Regions from separate parts of the Mus musculus genome. Here all the other regions are linked to region 3. A link is a contact called in public HiChIP or PLAC-seq and Micro-C data. All regions are on one chromosome and are shown on one strand. Each heading gives the region's core, a stretch centred on a gene start, on an enhancer-like site or on the middle of the called end of the contact. The rest is flanking DNA. Distances are from core to core; before and after follow the strand shown. Region 1 holds the start of Pakap (paralemmin A kinase anchor protein). Region 2 overlaps Epb41l4b (erythrocyte membrane protein band 4.1 like 4b). Region 3 holds the start of Ptpn3 (protein tyrosine phosphatase, non-receptor type 3).

Region 1 (3,550 bases), core at 448-2,947, 270 kb before region 3:
TCTGAGCTACTGAGTCCACATCAAATGTCACTAAAATGAGAAAGGCCTGCATGCACTTTGCCAATGAAGACTCCACCATCCAAAGGCATTTGAAAACGTTTTCATACATCAGTCGCTTCCAAAACATTACACAGTATTTCTCCAACAAATTTATGTGTTTCCAGGGAACTCTTGGAGCACAGGGGAAAAAGTACTTAGGTGAAAGAATGTCTGCAGATTCTTTTGTGCCAACATCCTAGCAGACCTCCTTTAATTTGCCATTATTTCATAGAGCGCCAGTAACCATTCCCTCATCCGCAGAGGAAATATATAATCCAGCTGTGGTGGCTCCAGTGAAAACCACATCTGTGGAACACTGGCAGAACCAGCAAGGCCTCTCCGACTGAGGCAGTGTCAGACAGCGCTTGTCCCAACCCAAGATGCACATGGTACAGTACTCTGTAAGTGCAGAACTTTGCCAAAGCCGGATGCTCTTTTGTATGCCGAGCCAATGGTTTTCAGATAATCCACACCCATAAGAAAGAGACTCTCCTGAAATATTACTTCCAATCCCCAGCTGTAAGACGCCTCTTCCCTTTCTAGGGTGGTGGCCTGTGCCAGAGCCCTTGTTAATGTCAAACAGAGGAAGAAAACGGGCACTCCTGGATTCTGGGGGACGTTCTACCACTCAGGTGGCTGCTGGCTGGATAGCTGGCTAGGAAGAGGAAGATAGCCACCATGGGCCACCACTCTCTCCCTTCTCTGGAGTTGGAAGGCAACATGCTTAAGGGTACTGGGTAATAATATTCCAGGAGTTCCCGCAACACACACACACACACACACACACACACACACACACCACCGTTTAGTCTATCCCTAAAGCGCGCGGCAGCAAGCATCTTATTCCTAAGCCAATTTTCCATGTTCAAATCTTCCTAGTCCCAAGTGTGCCCCCAGGGGTTTAGTCTACAGACATATAAAAGGCAAAAGGCAGCGTCGCTAAGCCTGGACAGACTTTCACCCCAGCACAGGGCCGGAGGCTACCAGGCTGGCATGTCCCTGGCCCTGAGCCTACAGGTCCCCGTCCACCCCAGACAATAGAGCAAGAAAATGAAATGAAAAGTGGACTTACTGCTATGGCTTGCAGCCTCTCCTTGTGCAATTCCGCCTCTGCCATCCTGGAGAAGGGCACACGGGCAGGGGAAAAAGGAAGAAAAACAAAACACACGCTGTAGTCACCCAAGGAGATAAAAGGGCACCCGTGGGGAGCTCAACTCGACCCCGGGGACAGCCTAAGGGCGCGTGGGGTCTGCTCCTGGGGGGGGGGGCGGGCAAAGCTGCGCGCACGGCTGGCTCAGAGCTCAGCCTCCGTCTCCACCGGCGCGGCCGCCTGGCTGCGCCCCAGCGCCGCCGCGAACTGCAAGATCCCAGTCTCAACCGCCACCGCCACCACCGGCCGCGCCAGCCGGGAACGTGGGCCGCCGGGAGCCTCCGGGAGAGCGCGCTCCGCAGCACTAGGTCCCCGCCCTGACGTCTCCGCGCCTCGCTCCGCCCCTGGGGTGTGGGGGACCCGTGGCTGCCGCCGTCGCTCGCGAGTGGGGCACCTGGGGCGCTTGTGATTAGTGAGCTGGGGGTTGGGGGGCGCACAGCTGGTGCGCCTTGGTGGCCGCGCGCGCTACGCTCTGGGTCTAGACAAGACCAGGCGGCGCCTCTGCTCTGAGCAAAGATGCCAGCAGAAGGGGCCTTTGGCAGAACGCAAGCCCCAGCACGTGTCCTTACAGGCCGGCTACGGCCACCCACTATCCCCAGCTCCTTCTAACTGGCTCCAGATGCTTGGGCTCCACCTGGGGACATTTCCAACAGATAAATGCTGTCTTGTCCACGTGCTTTAGATAGTAGTACCCTCAAGGGCAGGGGCGTATCACCAGATAGGTCACCCTTCTGGTGACACACCAACAGAAACAGCTCAGAGTTTGAAGCCCTGGGTGTCTTCCTGGACAACTAAATCACTCTGAGCCCCAGTTTTCTTATCTGAAAAAAAGAGAAGGATTGCAAATGACCTGGCAGAGACATCCTTAAAAATGATTGTGGCTAGGAGCATGGGGAGATAACTCAGTGGGTAAAGCAATTAAGGATAAGGATTGAAGTTTATATTCCCAGCACCCACGTAAAAGCCAAGTGGTGATGGGAGCCCCTGTAATATGAGGGAAGCCCACAAGCTTCAGGTCAGGCACTAAACTAAGCTCCTCTGATGACCGGGAAGTGATGACAGCACAGGCCCCAAGAAAAAAACATGCTAACAAGAAATAGTCCTTTCCCATATAGCTATGTATTAAAAAGGCAGCAAACGGAGAGATGGGTGATGGAGGCTAGGAATCCAGCTCAGTTGTCGAGTGCTCGCCTAGCCTATATTGAGTCAGTCAGATTCTTGGGAGTCAGAGTGGGGGCAGGAATGATGGCGGCAAAGGGGGTGAATGAACTTAAAGTCACCAAACTGTATACTGTAAAACGGCTAAAACAGCGCATTGCATACTATGTATATTTCACACCATTTCGTTTTCACAAAGAGAGATGGAAGTGGAGGTAAGGAAGGAAAGGAGCCTAAGAGACTCTTCAAGGGCCACCATTTGTAAAGATCTGAACGTAAAAGCAGAAGAATTGGGGTTGGGACACAGTGCTCTCAGTGCAATCACCTTGCTAGTCACGGCTAAAGAGCTGAAAGTAGCCAAAATGAGAGCGCAAACCAGGGAGAAAGTCAGCCAAGGACACAGATGAAGTAGAAGATCCGAAGAGCAGAAGGAAAAACTGGAGGACTTACTCCAAAAGCCACAGCAAGAGGACAGGAAATTGTATCGGGGTCATGTGCTTCTGTGTGGTTCAGGACAAAGTAGGCGGAGGAGAAGCTGTAGGCTTCAGGACTGAGGAGCAGAGAGCAGTCACTCCAGAGCAGGAACTGTTTAGGGGGGCATAAGAAACTATACAAAGTGGAAAGTATGCTGGGGCATCAACAACCTTTCCCGGATCTTAGGAAGTGTAGAAGGAACAGGAAGGTGGTCAACAGAGAGAAGGATCTTTAGATTAGAAAGGGTGTAGAGTGCCTGGCTATCAAGGGAATATTAGACTTGAGAGACGCTAGAGCAAAGGAAAATGCACGTTAGGCAGGGTGTTCTCAGGATGGACCAGAGGGCATTCTTGTTAGCATCCCTCGCCAGTTCCATCTTGGAATGGAAGCAGAAGGCAGCAGAGAACGAGGGAGGAATGGGGAGGGACAGGAAGAAGAAATTGTGAGTTGGAATTCTACAGAACAGCTGGGGAGCTTTGCCCGAGTTGGCCTGGCAACTAAGTGATTGACATTGATGGAACTGGAGAAATGATTTAGAAAGGAACTCTGGGCAATGGGGGACCCTAAAATATGGATTCTGGGTTTGGGTGGCTCAGTAGTTAAGAGAAGTGGTAGCTCTTCAAGGGTGGGGGAGCATATCCAATTCCAAGCACCCACGTGGCAGCTCACACCTCTCTGAGACTCCAGTCCCAGGGAATCTGACGCCCTCTTCTGGCCTCTGTGAGCACT
Region 2 (3,676 bases), core at 1,055-3,554, 270 kb after region 3:
AGCCGGATGGTCTGGTTCTGTCTGCAGTTCTCAACCTTCCTAATGCTGCGACCCTTTAATACAATCCTCCCGTTGGGCTCGCCCCCAGCCATAAAATTATTTTGTTGCTTGTTCATAACTGTGATTTTACTAATCTTATGAATTGCAGTGTAAATATCTGATGAGCAGGATGTCTGCTATGTGACCCCTGTGAAAGCGTCATTTAACCACCAAAGGGTTGCAACCCCTGGCTCAGGTTTGAGTCCTGATCTGTGTCTTAATGATGTCATTTTTTTATTTTGGTTAGGTTTGGTTTTTTTTCAAGACAGGGTTTTTCTGTGTAGACCTGGCTGTCCTGGAACTCACTTTGTAGACCAGGCTGGCCTCAAACTCAGAAATCCGCCTGCCTCTGCCTCCCGAGTGCTGGGATTAAAGGCATGCACCACCATACCTGGCTAGTGATGTCATCTTAAATTCATGTATTAACTCCGCGGACTTCAGCTGTTTTGTACGGGATGGGGATCAGCTGGGTCTGGCAGTATACACAGGAGTCCCAGGCACTTGGGAAGCTGATACAGAAAAGTCTCTACGATCCAGAGCTAGAGACCAGCTTCAGACAACAAGGGGCTGAAGAGACAGCTCAGAGGTTAAAAACCTTTTCTTTGCAAGCTTGAAGATTGGAATTTGGACCCCAGCATGCATATACAAGCCAGGTGTGATCCCATCCACACCTGTCATCTCAGCTTGTTGGGGAGGCAGAAGGGTTGCTGGGGTTGGCTAGATACCGGCCTGGTTGAAAAGCCACTAGCTCCAGGTTCAACAAGAGACCCTCAAAGGTAGATAGTAATGAAGGAGGACACATGACTCCTTTCTCTAGCCCTGCATACCTGAACACACACATACACCATACACCCGTACACATTACACACTCACAAATTAAAGAAACCCAACAAAACAAAACAAATTAAAAACAACCTCCCTAGGTAACTGTTAAGATTAAAGAATAGCACGGAGATCCTGACGAGCGTCTCACATCACCTCAGGACATACTGGTAGGAACAATCACAGGTTAAAGCTAGGGAATTGTTGGGGACACTGACTGCTCTGGGTGATGGCAGTTGGCACTTTTTACAGGACAGCCAGGTTGACGCCTTGCCTCAAATTGAGTGATTGCAGGGCTGGCAGGGTAGCTCAAAGGATGAAGGCAGTGGGTGCCAACTCCGGTGACCTGAGTTCCATCCCTAGCAACTACATGGTGGAAGGGGAGAGCCAGCTCCCCCAAGTTAACCTTCGGCCTCCATGTGCGTACTGAGCAAGTGCACACGCAAGCACACACATATATACATAAGTATAGTAAGTAAGTGAACCTCAGCTGTCTCAGGTCTCAGTCGCATCTGATTGTCTTACCTGCTCTCCCACTGTCATTTCTGTATATGCTGTTTGTCCTATCACCAAGCAAATAAAACTGTACATGTTTTATAGCCTATAAAGTTGATGTTATGCATATCAGGAAGGTCTGCTGTGTTCCCAGAGGCCTTGCGCTCACAGAGCAAGATCCAGGTTTCTGCTATAGAAGAGGTACTATGTGTCAAAAATAATTCATTTGAGAAAGTGTGGAAAAGGAGGGGATATAGACCCAAAGAAAAGAAAAATATACTGGCTCAGACAGATAAAAAGGAAGGCCCTGAAAATAGTGGAAGAGGAGAGAGGAAGGCGTGAGATCAGTAAAGCCGGGAATGCTGGCCCTGCAGTGCTCACCCATCACTGTAGGAAGGATGCACCCACTCACCCACCCTCCAAAGCAGCATATTAGCCACGTATAGATTTTGAGAAGTCCTCAAGGAAACCTGCTCTATTTTCCTTCTTTCTAATGGCACGGGCTACTTTGTAAATGGCTCCCACTCTCCTCCCCCGAACTAATGTTCTCCGGAGCTACCCTAGGAATCCCTGGGTTGGTGTAGCTTGAGAGTTTGTGGTGAAGAGCTGCTGTATGCAGCCCAGCATCCTGCCAGGGGCTAAACACCAGTTCCCTATGGGGTCAGCACAGAGCACAGGTGTATGGAAAGGAAGCCAGAGGTACTGTCTTGTTTCTGGCTGTAGAAAAGACCCTGACAGGAGCTGTCTCTGGATTCGTGTGTGGACTGCTGTGTCCTCCCCCCACCCCACTCCCGACCCCCCTGTCTCCATGACATTACTGAGCGTCCATTCAAAGCAGAGGCTGAACACAAGGGCTCTGGGTGGGGCATCTTCCCCACTGACTGCCCGTGTACATGCTATTCGGCTGGCTGTGTGGGTGTCCTTTCCTCCCTTTTCATTCTCAGGGACTCACCAGAGGAAGGAAGACAAGACTCGTATTAAAATCAGATGACATCATCCCTTCCGGGATTGCTCCTCTGATATACAGGACTCCAAGTTCCTTTTAAAGCTGTAACTGTAAATGCTACGCAAACCTGTAGCCCATTCTCGTTCTTGATACACAGAGTGCCGGAAGGGACTGAACTGTGGGGTTGCTTTTCCCACACGTTTCCTTTCTCACTAAGGCAGGAGCTGACACATAGCAAGTGCTCAATAAAAGTATGAATGCAAGCGTTGATTGAATGTTCAGTTTCCGCGCCTTAAGCCTCAGTAGCAGAAATGACTCAAGGAAACTTTTTTGTCGTTGTTATTTGCTGTGAAAACAGGATAACTTTGTGATTGACTAGACAACCTAATGAATTAACCTCTGTGGTCCTTCCTATTGCTACAATCCTTTGGATGCAGAAGACCTGAGAGCATTTTTACATGCCAAGCTGTTTACATGTGATTCACTTGTTTTCGTTAACAGATTGGAAAAGAGGAGCCCTCATTTGTAAATATCAATAAGAAATCGAATCTCCAGGATACCAATGTCAGGTCTGTTGGTTCTTGTTTGAGTGGGGAAATGACACTGCATTATGTCGGAAGTGTTGCCCCACCCCCACCCCCACCGCCCTGCCCGGGGTGAGGGAAGGAGGGACAACCCGGGTGACAGAAGTAGAGAGGGAAAACAAAGGGGAGAGAATAGGGGCTCAAAGAAACCAGTTTAAAGACTTCCTGTTGCTTATTCCTAGCTTAACATTACTGCCCGCTGAGCTAGCAAAGAACCCAGCCTCCTTGAGTGGTTTCTGGACCATGTAGAGCTGACCTCAGTTCCCAGAGTGGCGTCATCATCATCGTTGACAATACAGGAAAGAGAACCCTTCCCCGTCTGGCTTCTGTTCGATGCTCTTCCTTGGGTTCTCATTTCTGAACTTTGTCAGGACTGGAATCACATGGATTCACATTGACCCTCTTAGCCACTATCTCCACACCCCATGCCTCAGGGGAATCCCGCCTCAGCCCAAATAACTGACAACATGTCACCAAGGCAGTCTTATTGGCATTTTGGTGGTCTGCCATCCTCTGCTCCTCAGAGTACTTTCCTCAAATGTACAACAGCGTCTCTTATTGACAATCCCAGGTCCTGGCTGCAGAGGTTAACTCAGTAGTAGAGAGCCTAGCATGCTCAAGGCCCTGGGTTCGATCCCCAACCACGCCAACCAGACGAATTGAAGTAGACTCTGGAGTCCCACCTTAGTCCTTGAGATCCTGTGTGTGTGGTTGGGGGTGGGGGGATGAGAATGGAAGGAGGACAGAAAAAGCATCTTAGTGAATGCCTGGGTATCCTAGGGAATGGTTA
Region 3 (3,431 bases), core at 465-2,964:
CCCACCATGCTTGGGGGAGGAGGGTGACCCAGTACTCCCTGCAGGGAAGTAGAAGACTGACGGCCAGGTGGGACTCAGTGGGCAGCTTCGCCAATCCCTCTGGGGGTTCTTCCTTCCGGACGCTGGGCTCCCATGGCTCCGAGCATGCCCAGTGCTCTCCCCGCCACTCCGAAAAGTGCTGCCCTGGCGCCCGAGCTCCAGGTTTTGCGTGCGATCCTAGGCGGGGCCAGGACAGTGCAACCCCTAGGACTCCGGGCTCTGTAGGAATTCCCCGGACGCGAGGTTCTGGCGGCGCCTGCAGCGGTGCACTACCTTGGGACAGAGACCGGGATCTAAGCCAGGAAGTCAGGCACGGCTGAGGGTCTCGTGGTGACATGGGAACAAAAGGTTCTCGGGATATCTAGCACCCAGGTCCGACCATAGAATCCTAACCATCTCTCCATCCTTTTGTTATCATATTCATTCAACAAAACGTTTTTAGTTCTTACTGGAAGCCAAGCGTCGTTTAGAGGCTGGGTCTCTTGAGAGGCGGAGTTACCGAGCTGACACAGAGGGGAGGTACTCCTTAAGGGGGAAATCTAAGTCGCGAGAGACAGCCGGCAACATACTCCAGCAGCCCCTCCGCTCGCCCTTCCGTTTCACGGGCACAAAGCTTGCGCTCGTTTTGTTTTGAGGTTTTTTTGTTTTTGTTTTTGTTTTGTTTTTGCACCGGCTTTATCGTCCCAAGAAAGCTTCCTTGTTTAGCTGCGTGACTGAATGGTATTTGTCACCTGATCTGGTTGTTCCACCAGCTCTCACCGGGCCACCCCCTATCTTTCTTGCCTGGCTCCTTTCCCCTGTTCTTAGAATTTATCACCTAATACCCTGCGTTGTTTACGGACCTGTTGTTTGTTGCGAGAAAGTCCCTTCTAAACTCCCAACAAGGGGCAGAGATTTTGTCTATATATTAAGTGTGAAGAACGTAAGTAACTGTTGAATGGATAAGTGATACATGCTTGGAGTGCGGTAATGGACTTGGAGAGGGAGCAAGAGGTCAGGGCTAATTTAGAAAGGTAGCCAGAAAGGTCTCTCCTACAAGAGGCACCTGAATGGTGAGAGGGCTCGAAACACCAGCAAAGCAGGGCAAAAGACGTCCTACCTCGAGGGAAAGGCAGTGTAAAGGTCTCCAGGCGGGTCAAGTTCAGAGGGTATGATGGGGAGGAAGGTGCAGTCGGAGCGCAGGAAGACAGGTGTGGGAGGAGGCGGAAGAGGCCGGCTGGAACGCCCGCCACTAGGGGCCCTATAGGCTTTGGGAAGGGCTAACCTGCCTGGTGTCCTAGGACCAGCAAAGGAGCCCTGCGACCCCCAACTCAGCCACGGAGCCGCTGGAGTCAGCGAGACCCCCAACTCAGCCACGAAGCCACCGCGCAAGGCTCGCTGTCATTTCAGATTCGTTGAGCGCCAAGCCCTTGCCATTCTTAGGCATGCAATCCGGGAAAGCCAGGCACACAGTAGGTGTTCAATAAATGCTAAAAGCACGAATGGCTGCGTGCGTGAGCCAGGGGACCTGGAGGTCTGCGGGAGTTTGGCAGGTGGTCTGCGGAGGCCAGTGGCAGCGTCCCACGAGTTTGCCCCGGGCCCGCCCCTGTCCCGGGTCCCCCGCCCCGCGCGCGGGCCCGTCGCGGCCACAGCCGGGCCGGCGGGAGCCGCCCGCGGGCTGCACTGGGCATGCTCAGACGGCGGCCAGGTCGCGGCGCGAGCGAGCTTCAGTGCCGCCCGCCCGCGCGACCTACCTGGGCGCCCCGCGCCCCCGGATGCTGCAGGTATGGGAGACTGGGTCCTCTGCGGGGAGGGTCGGAGCGCGGGCTGCTGCGATCGCGGACACGCGGGGCTTACCCAACCCCCACCCGGTCCGGGGCTCGGCGGACACGCGGGAGGACTAGCGGTTGAGCTGGTAGCCCCAGGTCTCCGCGCCACGTCGGGCATCCGGGGGGCGCAGGCCCGGATCACCTGGCGGGGCTGGGGCGGGGCGCGGGCGTGGGCGGCAAAAGGCTGGGCGTTCTGGACGCAGCGGCGCGGGCGTGGGCGTGCGCTCCAGTCTGGCCGAGCCCTGGGCTTGGCGCCGAGGTATCCGCAGCCCGGCAGAGGGGGCGCACCGCTGCGGGGATCCAGCTCTCCGCGGTCCCCGAAGCTCAGCCACCCGGGGCGAATTCCCCTTCAGATTGCAAAGATGGCATTTCCTGGGCCTGGCACGAACTCCAGTGCCAAACCAATCCGCCCCGTTCCGCGGGCGACCGGGGTGGCTTCTCTGGTAACTTGCGGTGTGACACTGCTGCGTTGTGCAGGGAGAGAGCGCGCCCGGAAACCCCCGCCCCCGGTTGCTGCCTCCTAAACTTATTACGAACTTGAGGGTTGCCTTTAAAAAATTCATGAGAAGTTAAGATAACTTGACACCTGGGTGTTCCGTGAAGGTACAGGGAACTTGTGGTTGGGAAACTCTAGACCTAGGTTCAAGTTGGGCTCTTCCCCTTGGCCAGCTGGTGACCTTGGACGAGTCGTTTAACCTCTCTGATCCTCCATTTCCTCCACTGCACGCAGGCAGCAATAATGCCCACCTCGCCTGGTTGGTGGTGGATTAAGTAGGATAAATGGTGTGGAGGTGTTTGGCTCCGTGCCCGGCATAAAGCAAGCGAGCAGTTGGCGTGATGTGATTTTAATTCAGTTAGAGACCCTCATGGCTCCCATTTTGTCAGGAAGGTAGAATTAGGCAGTCATTTTCTGGGTCTGTGTTTGTGCCCAGGAGAACGTCTGCTGAGGCTTTGAAAAAAGCAACTCCACAGAGCGGTGGTGAGCTGCTCTTGTTTAATGGCAGTCTTTGTGAGTTCCGAAACTCCAGAAGTTGACACTCGGGCCTCACAGAAAGAACTATTTTTGCAAGATGATCCATCTTGCAAATGTCGAAGCGGATGAATTGGAAATCCTGGTTGGGAAAAAGATGCATATTCTGCAAAGCTCTCATGCTTAACCTTATGTTTTTGGATTGGGGAGCGGGGGTCTCTTAGCTTCTCACAGCGGGTTTGATCGTTCTTTGTGGTGGCTGCTCCTTGTGCATTACAGAGTGCCCAAAAGCCTCTGCTCAGTAGGTTCCAGTAGCAGCCTGCTTCCGACCGTGCCTACCAGGAATGCCTCTATATAGTGTCTGGGTTGAAGTGCCTCACCACCTCCACCCCTCCCCCACCCCACCCCCCGTGTCGTCCCTCTTTCCCCTTTTAGTAGAATTAACTGAGTGAGATAGCCTCCGCCTTCTGTGTAACCTAGGCTAAATGAGGATTTCATCTGGACTTTTGTTTTCTTTTTTTTCAATGATAATATCGAACCTTTGCAGTCACCTTGCAGAGCTGTGCTAGGTATGTGGACTATCTCATTTCAGTTTTACAGGTCTCCCTCTGAGA

Evidence for each region. A called contact is a pair of places that touch in the nucleus more often than the background predicts. HiChIP or PLAC-seq counts read pairs in DNA pulled down with a chosen protein or histone mark.
Region 1: a contact with region 3 is called in a Micro-C map of muscle stem cells, with 2.6 times the contacts expected there. The contact joins the promoter of Pakap here to the promoter of Ptpn3 in region 3. A contact is called at or near these places in 2 of 39 promoter capture datasets (cranial neural crest and maxillary cranial neural crest) and 1 of 484 Hi-C or Micro-C datasets (muscle stem cells).
Region 2: a contact with region 3 is called in an H3K4me3 HiChIP or PLAC-seq map of bone marrow-derived macrophages, with 4 times the contacts expected there. The contact joins the enhancer-like site here to the promoter of Ptpn3 in region 3. A contact is called at or near these places in 1 of 39 promoter capture datasets (cranial neural crest), 12 of 484 Hi-C or Micro-C datasets (the Ba/F3 cell line, brown adipocytes, cerebral cortex and 2 more), 15 of 115 datasets of contacts at active chromatin or transcription factors (the NIH/3T3 cell line, bone marrow-derived dendritic cells, bone marrow-derived macrophages and 6 more) and 4 of 9 other capture datasets (adipose tissue, embryonic stem cells, liver and 1 more).

The regions. Positions count from the first base shown.
Region 1 is chr4:57,565,977-57,569,526 of GRCm38.p6, reverse strand. Pakap (paralemmin A kinase anchor protein) reads right to left here and starts at 1,697. Exons shown (of 11, transcript NM_001384150.1): 1 at 1,584-1,697; 2 at 1,112-1,157. The coding sequence starts at 1,156.
Region 2 is chr4:57,026,804-57,030,479 of GRCm38.p6, reverse strand. Epb41l4b (erythrocyte membrane protein band 4.1 like 4b) reads left to right here. Exons shown (of 25, transcript NM_001355492.1): 19 at 2,804-2,871. Among named protein-coding and RNA genes, the nearest start is that of Gm34738, 21 kb to the left of the region's middle. Within about 2 kb of position 2,304, at least 38 of the 459 cell types and tissues checked have an H3K27ac peak or open chromatin away from gene starts, as enhancers often do. A contact at or near this core is called in bone marrow-derived macrophages, where this site is marked.
Region 3 is chr4:57,298,652-57,302,082 of GRCm38.p6, reverse strand. Ptpn3 (protein tyrosine phosphatase, non-receptor type 3) reads left to right here and starts at 1,714. Exons shown (of 26, transcript NM_001384115.1): 1 at 1,714-1,802. It overlaps Gm12536 (a long non-coding RNA gene), which reads right to left and starts at 2,344. Exons shown (of 3, transcript XR_003955208.1): 1 at 1,773-2,344; 2 at 1-312.